Regions from separate parts of the Bactrocera dorsalis genome. Here region 1 is linked to region 2. The links are chromatin contacts, called in public Hi-C maps. All regions are on one chromosome and are shown on one strand. Each heading gives the region's core, a stretch centred on a gene start, on an enhancer-like site or on the middle of the called end of the contact. The rest is flanking DNA. Distances are from core to core; before and after follow the strand shown. Region 1 overlaps LOC105227022 (DNA-binding protein modulo). Region 2 holds the start of LOC105227025 (205 kDa microtubule-associated protein).

The links. A called contact is a pair of places that touch in the nucleus more often than the background predicts.
Region 1: a Hi-C map of whole body shows a contact between it and region 2, with 5 times the contacts expected there. The contact joins the enhancer-like site here to the promoter of LOC105227025 in region 2. A contact is called at or near these places in 2 of 2 Hi-C or Micro-C datasets (both in whole body).

What each region holds. Positions count from the first base shown.
Region 1 is chr2:5,883,583-5,890,251 of ASM2337382v1, reverse strand. LOC105227022 (DNA-binding protein modulo) reads left to right here. Exons shown (of 4, transcript XM_011206173.4): 3 at 1-99; 4 at 284-650. The coding sequence ends at 558. Among protein-coding and RNA genes, the nearest start is that of LOC105227022, 4.8 kb to the left of the region's middle. Within about 2 kb of position 2,946, the one cell type or tissue checked has open chromatin away from gene starts, as enhancers often do.
Region 2 is chr2:5,847,550-5,853,466 of ASM2337382v1, reverse strand. LOC105227025 (205 kDa microtubule-associated protein) reads right to left here and starts at 3,152. Exons shown (of 2, transcript XM_011206175.4): 1 at 738-3,152. The coding sequence starts at 2,846. LOC105227023 reads left to right here and starts at 3,689. Exons shown (of 3, transcript XM_011206174.2): 1 at 3,689-4,206; 2 at 4,272-4,619; 3 at 4,680-5,217. The coding sequence starts at 3,786. The coding sequence ends at 5,134. It overlaps LOC125776835 (putative transferase CAF17 homolog, mitochondrial), which reads right to left. Exons shown (of 2, transcript XM_049450415.1): 2 at 5,765-5,917. LOC109579595 (cysteine-rich DPF motif domain-containing protein 1) reads right to left here. Exons shown (of 3, transcript XM_019990578.3): 2 at 5,576-5,739; 3 at 5,042-5,573. The coding sequence starts at 5,723. The coding sequence ends at 5,215. It also overlaps LOC125776839.

The DNA of each region.
Region 1 (6,669 bases), core at 1,697-4,196, 37 kb before region 2:
ATGGTACCAGTGCGCAAGATATCGATTTAGAAATTGAAGAGTATAAAGTAATTACACCCAAATATAAAACAACTGTTTTTATACAGAATATAAGACCAGGTAAGCTTATTAGAGACTTTTTTTTAACTTTTACGATTTTTACTTATATAAGTACTATACTACTACTTATGTATGATATATCTAGTATCGAAAGTAACATTATAAATATTTGTAATTTATTCATATCAAATCTACATACAACTATTTCATTAGAGAAAATTATTGTAATTAATATATATTTCAGGTGTAACCGAAGAAGAAATTCGTGAGCTTTTTGCTTCCACAGGGCCAATTGAAAATGTGATGATAATAGGTAACTTCGCCACTGTTAGATTCGCGGATACTGACGGTTTTTGCAAAGCTTTCCTCTTAAACGAGTCGGTTCTGCGCGGACAAGTAATATTCTTAGAACCATATTCGGAAAAGAAAAGAAGAAATCATCATAATGCACCATTTAACCGTAAAAGACCTGCGGGTTTCCAATTTAAGGGCTTTGCCAAAAGGAGTAAACCTAACTAACTGAGCTGTAGCTACGTATATTTTTTAATTTTCCCACGTGTGAAAAGAAATTTTTACTTATAGTTCTAAATATAATGTATTAAACAAAATTATTTGCTCGTTGTTGTTTTTTGTGACGGTTATCCGTTCGTCACTTGGGTGGTAAGGTTTAGGTTGGTGGTTGTCGAAGTCATCGAAGTAGTAAGCCTAACTCTAGTAACAACTCCAGATTCTCACGGCAACTCGACATCGTCGTCTGCGATGGGTGATGCATGCTTTGACTCCAAGTACACCATTCATTAAAAGGTAGTAGGTGAAGGTGTTAAAAGCTCCGCTGTGAATGGCGCTCAGTGCGTGTCTCAAGTGATTTGCGTCCGAAGTCTAGTCGGCGTTCTGTTCAATGTCGTTGTCGCAATCTAATCTTAACTCTTTTTGGATCGGTGAGTTTTAGGTTAAAGAGAGTCAAATAACAGTTTGTGGCCTTCGAAAAGATTGACATCTACCATACCAGGAAAATTAAACATTTTGTATATTACCAGATGAAAAAGTTTAATAGCAAGAATTGGACTCCACATAATTAAACGAAATGAATATGAAATCATAGCGCTATGGTAAGGAGTAAGTTGCAAAACTAATAGAACTCTTGCAAACTACTTTGAAATAATACTTAATAATTAATCTAATTAAAACCACTTTTCTGATTCTCATCGAAATTAAAGTAAACTAACAATCGTGATTGCGGTAAGCTTGACTTCTTAAGAACACAACAAAAATAAATTGCAACTTGGGGACTTTGAACCTTCCCCGCTTACTACTACATTCCTTCAGCGTTTATTAAGAATAAATATGTCGCAGGATTTTTTAACTCGTAAAAGTCGTAACGGTTTCTTCAACCAATATTGAAAAAAAAAAATCTTTCGAAAATGAAATTAAAAATTTGTGATCTCTTTGTAGGAGCACAGAAGTTTTCCGTTCCTGAAGGATTCATTTTTACAGACAAGTCCTAACTTTGTCCAATTTCAAAATATCCGTGAGGGAATATAAAAAAAATCATTTTCATCGCTGTTGTTGTAGCGTTGTAAGTATTCATACGTTCACATGGCAGTCGGGTCTACGTAACTGGAATTGACTCCCACTTATATTCGGACAATGATTGTCAGCGTTCCTCAATATTGTTTGGGGATTGTTTACTGCCGTTAAAACAAAAAATACCGCACATAAGTTATATGCCAATGGGGGTATCAACTCATTAAAATTTCTGCTTCATAAAAAAAATATATGCATATCTGACATTTCTTATTTAGATTATTTTAAAATTAACACTTGTTCAATTCACAGCCTGTCGTAAAACATCGTAAAATCCTAAAATTATAAAAAAAAACAAGTGTAAAAATTTATAATTTTACGATTTTACAATGCTTTACGACAGGTTGTGAATTGAACAACTATATTTATAATTTCTGGATGAAATTTTTGATTTTTTACTGTAGTGGCCGAATTCAATGATGACCATTCGAATATTTTGAAGATGATAGGCGGAAAATTTAAAGTTATTAATATTTTATACTACCAAAAGAATTACAAACGACATTTACGAAAATAGACTTGAATGTTTGCTAACATATTTATAATATGAACCGACATAGTTACATACTTACGTATGTACAAATCTGGGTTTATAGGAAAAAGTAGCCTATGTCGATTTTGAAAGTTTTTTACATATGTATTTCATTAAAAATGTAAACTTGTTAGAGCAAAACAAATATAGCCAAACGGCTAATTTCAATAATTCACTTGCTCCATAAAATTCCCTAACTATATCCATAAATATTTTCCTTCAGTACTTTAGCGTATAAACCATTACCTATGCGAAATTGCCCTTAACTACTTAAGCTACTCTTAGGTACGACTGTAAATTAGCTGCATACCTGAGTATTTGCATAGGTGCACAGAGTATTTACTACATATACATATATGTATGTATGTATGTAAAGGCGATTTCTTTCGTGATTCACTGCGACGCCGGTTGTTCATATCACGCCGTATATTTGCGCATCGAACTCAAAAGTCGCGTGATTCATGAGATTCTCACTCGTGGGCTATTATATTTGTGATTCCTCCGCCGAATCTTTTTAGTTTTCGCTCTCCACACCACGTTTCCATTCAATGTGCTAATACACTAAAACGTGTGTAACATCCAAATGTATTTCAACGACCACATCGATCGATCTACCAACAAAATACATTCACTTTTGCATTATTTTTATATTTTTGTTATTATTCCGTGTTGTTAGTAATGAGAAACAGATCCCCACGCCCAAATATTTGCGAAAGGTTTCTCTCACCTCCTATGCCTTGCACAAATAGACTTTCACATCACACACAGGCGAATATACATATGCACGTGTGCATGTATGTATGGTTGAGCATGTGCTATTTGCAAACTGTTGTAAAATGCATCTACATCCATATGTACAACTGTACGCAGATCTGAGGTCGTATTAAATATTCATATTGAAGTGCAATATTCATATTGAAATGCATATATGTATACTTACATACTATACATATATGTATGTACATATATGTATATACTATAAGTTTGTATGTAGCGACAGGTGATAGTACTTAAACTACATATTGAATTTCCGAGTTCCACAGATAGCCTTTGGTCTCTCTTAGCACTTTCTGAGATATAATTTTTGTCTACTATGTTCTTGAACCATCTTTTATAAAAGTAACGGAAATCACTTGTCATAAATAAAGCCAAAAAATAGTCTATTTTCTAGCATCAAATTAAAAAAAAACTAATTTCAACTTGTTTGCTTGATTTTTCAACTAAAACATAATATTTAATTTTTTATCGCTAAAAAGATTTCAGATTAGTTTATTTGTCGTCTCAAATATTTAAAAACATTAGCAGTATTTTTCTTTTATTTCCAGTTGTGGTATATGTAAGAATTATGTAATGAAAATAAGTTTAGAATTTTGTCAACATATACTAAAATAGTTTTGCAACAACAAATACAAAAGGCAGGTCAACAATCTTCATGAAGAATATATTATCCAATCATAATTTTGAATAATATATTGAACAGTCTGGGTCGCACAGGGAAAACCGGTACCTGTAAGAATCCATCGTTATCATCATTATTTATATATTTTTTTATTTTGAGTTTAATTTTACCATATTTTTGTATATTTTTTGTAGATGTTACAAAGGCTCTTGTGCTAAATATCTAATGATCAGCTAAAGCGTCCAGAAGAAATTTTGATGCAGGTCCGAAAAAGATATGGACCGTTAAGTAGTCTGTAGAAGCCCGGGAGGACCGGTCTCCAAACTCACCACCCTCTTCTTCACTGTACATACTTATACCGTTTTAAAATATTAATCAACCATCATACTCCTACACTTTTAATGAGTCATTTCAATACATTGTTCCACCAGAAACCATTTACATAAGGAAAATTGAGGAAAACACACTTAAAATAATTTCGAATTTTTAACATTTATTTTATTTCTAATATCGGCCACTTTAGTTAGTGGTTGCTGTTAGTTACATGCATATGTATGTATGTATTTGCTGTCATTCTATCTTGTACCACTACGGGCATTTGTGGTTCTTTACCGGTAATTGATTAAACACAAGTATCTATGTATATGTATGCCCAATATAATTCCGCTGGGTTCCGTGCTGCGATAAGCTTCATTCAATTCTTATGTCTTATTACTGCTCTAAATCAGTTCAGTTTTTGTTGTTATATTATTTAAATCCATCCATATTACTATGCACTTCTATGCAGCTGGTGTGTTTGTATGTATTTAAGTAAAAATGTGTATTAGCATGCACTTGTAAACATGTAGTTCAATATGTGATCATGTACTTTTTACCTTGCTATGGTATTTGGCGATCTCTTTGATTTTGCAGATTTTTCTTTAAACAAATCAGTCGTAATAATTTCTATGTCTGATACATATGGGTTGTTAGATGGCAATATGCAATGAATAATTCTACTCACATTTTATACTTGTATAATTTTATTAATTAATAAATGTCCCATTTTTTCGGGTAATTATTTTGTTTTTAAAGATATTTATAGCATTACCTTCTAGTATTTTTTTGTTTCAATCTAATTGTGTATAATTGTATAATATGCTCTAGATATACATACGTAGGTAAATATAAAAGTTACGTTTAAATATTCACGTTCATAGAAAATTCTCTTGTAAGAACGGTAAATGAATAATTTTTGTTAAGTTCTTGTTCAATGTTCGAGTAAGACCTAATGAACAGTTCAATAAATTCCGCAAATCAGCTTTCTAATGGTGTGTAATTGTATAAGATATGTATATTCATACACATATTAAATGTAAACTGTATTTCCAGGTGTCACTGTGTCAATGAAAATTGATGCTCAAGGTCCCTAACGCGTTAAAAAAGTTTCGGTAGTTTAATGTGTGACTCATATGAGCAAATATGAATTTGCCAAAAAACAAATTCGGAATTGCCTAAATAGAAGAACACAATGGAATTTCAGCTTTGAACAGCTGATTGTCATGATTTAAAATGAATCCAACACTTTGTGTTTACCATAGACGTAAATATTTTATTGACTTGTTAACTTTGATTTAAAAAAAGTTTTAATGTTTTTTGTTTTTGCGTTTGGCAAAAATGGAGAACAACTCGATCCAATACTTTAAAGCACGCTTTCAACAAAACTACGCTTTGTAAAGTTCAAAGCGTCATTTGTTCGAAGCGCTCATTAAAATCAGACAAAAAATGCATACGCTGGAAAAGTAAAACACTTTTTCTGCTACATTTTATATTACCATTTGGAAGTGCACTTGTGCAATATGGAAGCTAACTAATTCGAAAAAACAAGTTAAAGGCTAAGAATTTCGCGTAAGGGAAGCTACCGCGCGTATGTTATCGTAGTCAGTCTCCTTATTTAAAATATTTCATTAAAACGTCATATCTACTCGCAAACACAATACATTATATTCGGATTTAAGCTAAAAAAACAGCAATATCAAGCTATTTGTCCACACCCTCTCAGCAACTTTTCGATCAATATCACTTGCATTCAATTCAATTAACAATAAGGCAAATTAGATGTAAAGGGCACTACTGTTAAAGCAAGCAAAATTATGGAAAATAATTTATTTCACAAAGAGCTATTAAGGCTTAGTATATAATATATGTTTTTTGTTTTTTTTTTGTATATTGTGCACTACTTGTTTTTTAAGCGGCACCATACCTACAATAAAGTGAAGTGCTTATAACGCGCACATGTACTACAATAAATGTGAGAGCAGGCAATGTTAATAAATTCGAGTTGTAAGTTGGTTAAAAACGGTTTACGTTTAAGTCTTAGATACTAAAATACAAATGGAACACAATATGTAATTGAAAAAAAACTTTAAAAAGACGAAATGTGTGTGTGTGTAAACACTTAGATATTTGGCTTGATCCTTGCAATTGCAGGCGTGAGTTTAATTTATGAACGAGCTAGTGCGTATGTGATAAGTATGTGCAGTAGGAAGATTTGATGTGGCAGAAATTATGTAAATACTAACTAAATTATAGAAATAATAATAAAAACTAAAATAAAACACAAAAATTAATTTTATTCTTTTTTTGTAGCTTTTTAATCGTTTTTTTGTTTTGCGTACAAGTTTATCGTAAAAATTATCGTAGTTTTGAGAATAATATAATATTATATATATATGTATGTTTCGACAGACTTATAAGTTGAGAATTTCTTTTTTAATTTAAACAAATTAAAAGAAATAATACAAAGGAGCACAAATCAAAAGTAGGAATTTCGGAAGAAAATTACAAAAATAATAATACACTGGGTAGGAGCACAGCAAGTCCACAATTTGTTTCATAAATAATATTAACTTGTTTTGTTTTTTTTTTTTCTTTATAATTAACCCTTTATAACTCAACTAAGTAAAAACGGAAAAACTGTATCGTTTCTAATAGATTTCGGATAGAAATGAAATACGTGTTTTATAGTTTAAACAATTTTTTTTTTATTTGGGTGAAAAGCAACAAAAAAGGGTATGTGACAGATATGTCACGTTGTGTAACAACGTCTCTAAGCTCATTAAATAAAAATATTTGT
Region 2 (5,917 bases), core at 1,903-4,402:
AACTCCAAAATCACGTTTTTTGAATTATGCCGGTCTTGCAGCAAATGAGCGATATGTATATACTATGTCTATATGTAGATAACACATATGTAGCAGCAACACATATGTAGCGGCAATCAATTAATTAATTAAGCATTAATAAAACTAAATGTGGGTATGTTTTGGTATTTCAATATGCATACTTATGTACATTAATATACCATACATATATATACATATGTATATTATAATATTATTATGAACATATACATGCATAACGAATAAAAACATACTTGAAAACCAAACAGAGCAATCGAAGTAAGCGAAAGGCTACAAACATCTTAATCGCCCGTACCTTACTCGGCACTAATACTCACTCAATATTTAAATTAATAAATAACTCTACTCCTATTTATTTTTTTTTTTTGCAAGAACAATGACAGCATGTACCTTGAAGGCGAAACATTCAGTATCAACTCTAACGAGAATGAAAACGAGTTTGAAGGACGATTTCACCTCACTTCGGCAAAAACTCCGATTGTTGTGAGCAAACTGCAGTGTAAAGCAGTATACCAACAAATTTAATGATTTATCCCATGCAAACAGGCGGAAAAGTTGTGGAATAAGTAAGATAATATAAAATAAACCCTAACATTTTTACTAATATACATATTCATATTTGCAGATATTTATATGGTTAGAAAATTTAATAAATATAACAATGTATGATTAAATTAAAACAAGATAGTTCTACATACCTGTGAGAGGATTCCATCATTTGAAGATATTATTAAATCATCCATTTTTTGCTCAAGCTCTTCTGTTGTTTCACTTAAGGTTGCTTGTTCTTTGGTTTCTTCGATTAGGTGTTTCTCTTCAGTTGATACAGGAGAAGGTGAAATCATATCAGCATCGATTGATTTAGGTGTAGGCGTAAACTCTGGTGCGAATATATTCAAAGACGTAGGCGAAGCATCGAAAACAGTACCTGGCTCACCTTCAAAAGTGTCAGGTGCAGAGTTTCGGACACTTTCAAATGAAGGATCATCGATGGCAGATTTTTGTTCCTCCACATTACGGATTTGAATTTCGTCAGTATACAAATTCGGTTCATCAACGGAAGTTAAGTCAATACCCGATGTAAGTTGATTACGCGCCTCAGAGGAAGTACTTTCTAGATAAAACGATTCTTGCATATTTGCAACGTTGTCCATATCGATCGGAATTTGTGGAATATCCTTCACTGAGGAATGTAGTTCGTTTTGTAAGTTCATTTGCATCTCTTCCGTAGACGGTGAATGCGAAATATTTTCTTTTTCGTCTACATCAAGCAACTCTTTTCCCTCAACGGCAAATCCTTGATGTGATGATTCCTCAACAAATGAGTTGTTTAAATCTATTGGTAATGGTTGTACCGTATTAAATACATCTTCGATAATTTCAACATTTTCTTTAGGGTTCTCTTGCGTTTCGTCAATTTTTTCAACATCAACCGGTTGTGAGTCTGTATCTAAATCGACAGAAGTCTCGGGACCATGATCGATTAAGTTTAATGGCGATTGACCGAGTATGTCTGAACTATATTCATTTGCATTTCTTTCTAATTCCAGAATATTCACGCCAAAACTATTGTGACTTTCCAAATGTTCTTGAATTAATTGAGGATCTTGCTGTGAGTGCTCTACCGTACCCACACCTATCAAATCGTCTTCTTGTTCCAATTCATGTGGCCGTTTTGCAGCTTCATGTTCAAAATCATTTTCTTCTGGTAAAGCAATGGCGTCCAAGTTGGATTCAGCACTTCCCTTGCGTGGGCTCTGAGCAACAAAATCATCATCGCCCAATAGGTGCCGTGGAAGTGAGTTTGGCTGCGTTCGTATTGGTATTTGCTCAACACTATTTGAAACATCTTCTTCAACAACAAATTCTTTATTATCGATAGTTGGAGAAGTAGGGTTTGATCCAAAGCTAGGAACAAATTCCATTGCATTCGGATTTAATTGAGAGTGCATTTCTGATTCATAATCACTATTTCCAGTTGTTTCCTCGAATGGAATATCACCATGGACATTTGTAAGTGATGGAACGTTATTTTCTTTGTCCTCATTTGAAAAATCATCACTTTTTATAATATTGTCTTCTATGGGTATTTGTTGTAATTCTTGCTGTGGAGCACTCTCACTAAGGCTATTTGTTCGATTAGTATTATTGGTTGCTAACGAACTAGGGTCGTCCTCTTCGGTCTCATCCGCCATGCTTCCTATATTAGTACCTTCTTCCAACAGATCTTCAACTTGTTTTGGTAATAATTGCTCTTGTGGTATATGTTCAATTTGCATTTGCACTTGCAACACACCGGTATCTGCAAAGCCGTCTTCACCGGCTGTAGAGGTAGTATTTGAAGTTGTTGAAAAATCACCATCATTTTTTATTACTTCTACGTCGACTTCTTCATTCTCTTCAATGCCGGTTGCGGCATTGTCAGCGTCTGCGTCAACTGCGGCTGAAATGCCAACGACACCGTTACCAACTTCGTGATGGTCTAGCAAAAGTATATCGGCACCGACATCACCATGCTCGTATCCATATCCATGCCCGTTGCCAACTTCCTCTACGCCTTCCACGTCTTTACAAGCCACACTGGCTTTCAACTGCTGCTGTTGCTGTTGCTTTTCGCTCTGCTGCCCTTCTTTGATATATTTCCATTCCTCTTCATCATGCTCTTCATGCACCTCAAATTTTCCCCCAATCTCATCTACAGCAACATTATCACACACACCATCACCACTATCCATCTGCAAATTCTCCATTAAATGTTGAGAATTTTGCAAAAAATTGTCCAAATGCGCATTATCCTCGTGCTCCATTTTAACGTAACGTTTTTATCCGTACTTTCTTATTCCCTTTTACTTTGTTCACGCCTACTGGACCTTATTCTCTTTCCTTTTCAGCTCGGACTATAATCTTTGTCTGAATTTAAATAATTAAACGTCACACGAACTTTTAACACATACAGTTCAAAAATTGCTCAATGTTCCCCGTTTAAATTTAATATTTTCAACTTTTTCCCCAACAAACTTTCTGTATGAGTCTTCACAAATTTGCTGCACTTTTCGCACTGTGGAGATTTCAAAACCGACCGAAGAACACACCCGGCAAAATTATCCAACTGGCGCACGAACCAAATGGGCGGCACGAAATACATTCGTTTATGGTGTTGCCACCATCTTATACATTCATTTTGTCAACGGTCTTCCCCATGTTAGAAAGAAACTATTAACAGAGAACGTATAATATACGTTCTCTGCGCTAAGTTAACACAGAAGAATGCAACCGGGTGATAACGGAGAATATATAACATTGAGAGGGTGTATTGTATGAGCATATTTATGTAAATTTTGCACTTCTTAATTTTGTAACACCAAACACCAAAATTTGTAAACCTTATTAAAAAAGTTAGAAAATCATACTTTTGATTATCTTTCAAATCTAGTCATTGCCTTATTTGTGTACACAAAAAATATTGTTTTTTTTTTATCTTTCATCTATCATGTCCTGTGACAATCCATTTTTATATTCTGTTAAATTTTTTAATTTTTTCTCGTTTCATGAGCTCGGTTCACATATATGTATGTAATAAAGGAACTTTTGTTTTTATTGTAAATAATACTGGTGGAATTGACTAAACAAAAATATAAAAGGGTGGCATCATTTTGGACTAAAAACATGTGGAGCTGATCGAGTTTTGTGTTTCAGGTGGAAGTTTTTGCGGTTCATACATATTTTATTGAAAGGATAAAAATAAAATGACGAAGAATAAGAATTCTGACTTAAAGAGTAATAATGTAAAGGGTAATGTGTTGGAGAAAAGTAAAATAATTAAAAAGGATAAGAAAAAAGGCATCGAAGGTAAGAAGAAGTTACAGCAAGCCGTAACGAAAAAAGCTGAGAAGCCCACGACTGCTGCCACAAACGGAAATACTGAAACAGGTGCTCTTGTTAAACACAAGAAGCCAAAGAAGAATAAGGCCAAAGAAAATAAGGAGACAATTGACGCATCTGTAAAGAAGAATAGTGGTAGCAAATCCTTGGGAGTAATCGAAAAGAAAAATGCTAAAAAATTGGCTAAGAAATTAAAAAAGCAAGCAAAAAAAGAGGAAGCTGTCCAAAAGACACCTAAGGGAAAAGACAATACAAAGAATTTAAAGTCAAAGTCTGATAAAAAAGGTAATAATGCTAATATTCACATTGATCGATCTATCTATAACAACTCGTAAATCTCAACTTTTTAGAACCAAAAGAACGTGATCCAAACGAAACTGCATGCACCATATTTGTCGGCAATTTACCCGTAAATACAAAGCGTGCTCAATTAGTCCGTCTGTTTAAGGATTATGGACCGGTTAATGGTGTTCGGTTTAGAACCGCCAACGGGAAAGTTCTATTTAAACATAAACACCGAAAAGAGGCAGGCAGTCTAAGCGCTTGGATATTACTCAAGGATGAAGAGACAGTAACACGTGCATTGGCCTTAAATGGAACCGTTTTCAAAAATAATCACTTACGTGTGACACGTGGAAATGAAAAGAGTAGTTCTATGGATACGAAACGTACAATTTTTGTCGGCAACCTTAAATACAGTAAGTTCAAAATTAATGCATAAAGAATCTCTGTTATTTTAAATATGAACAACATTTTAGGTGCCAATGAAGAGAAGCTGCGTGAAATATTTTCGTCTTGTGGTGACGTTGAATACGTGAGATGCTTAAATGATGATAAAGGGTGTAAAGGTGTGGCATATGTTTGTTTTAAAGCTCCAGAAGCTGTAGGTTTGGCTTTGGAACTTAATGAAACAATGCTAGATGAACGTCCAATTCACGTTGAACGATATTCTATAAAAAAATTAGGTGCAAAAAAAACAAGAGATGCAACAGAAGGAGAGATTGAAAAAAAGTCAGCCAGTGGAAAGGTTCAAAAGGACAAAAAGAAAGTTAAAGGCGACAACTCCCAAACAAAACAAGTTGCTGACGCAAGCAAAAAATCCAAGTTTCGTGGTGTCAAGGTCGAAGGTGGGACCGTAAAGAAGCAAAAGAAAAAAGTGACAAGCCAAATGCAAAAATTAGCCAAGAAGATTGCGCCGAAGGAAAAATCTTAATCGTATGATCACGTCGTAGTTTAAAAAAATACAAACAAAATTTGTATTCTAGAGTTATAAAAAAGTACAATTTATGAATTCTATTTTTTTATTTTTATTTCCAATTGTTTTCTTAATTTTGCTTGTGATTCTATAGGAAACTTATTAATATGTTCTTTTGCGCAAGCCAAACAATAAGTACATGTATAGTAAAAACTACATTCCGCTCCTTTGCAAACGACGCTTTCGCATACTGTACACCGGGAACCTATTATTACAAAGTACTCTGCTTTGGGCTTCCAACGAATTGGAGGTGGTTGAAAAGGATCACGCAATACAAAAGAATCTTCTAAAAGCTTAAGTCCATACACAAATGGCGGAGTTTTGCCATAATAATTCACAATTTCCAACATATCGCACATGGTACATTGAAATTTAATTTTCGGAACACGTTCGTCGCTTGTGATTCACACTTTTCTGAACTCTTTGAGACATTGGCATCAGCTTCTAAGCGTGAAATCTCTGCCTCATCGTCTTTCACATTTAACTGTAAATCTTCGTATCTATTTAGGTTGTAAGGGGATCGGTTCGAGATTTTAGAATCTTCCATAGCTGTTTCTGAGTTTCTGCAAAAGAATACATAACAAGACATTGAAATTTTCAAAATCTCAATACATACATATATTTATTACATTTATAATATATACCATTAATTTGAGATTTTAAACATCATAGCATTAAAGATAACTCAAAGTTACATAACAATCGCCAACGACTACTAACCACTAGTTAACAATAAGTAAA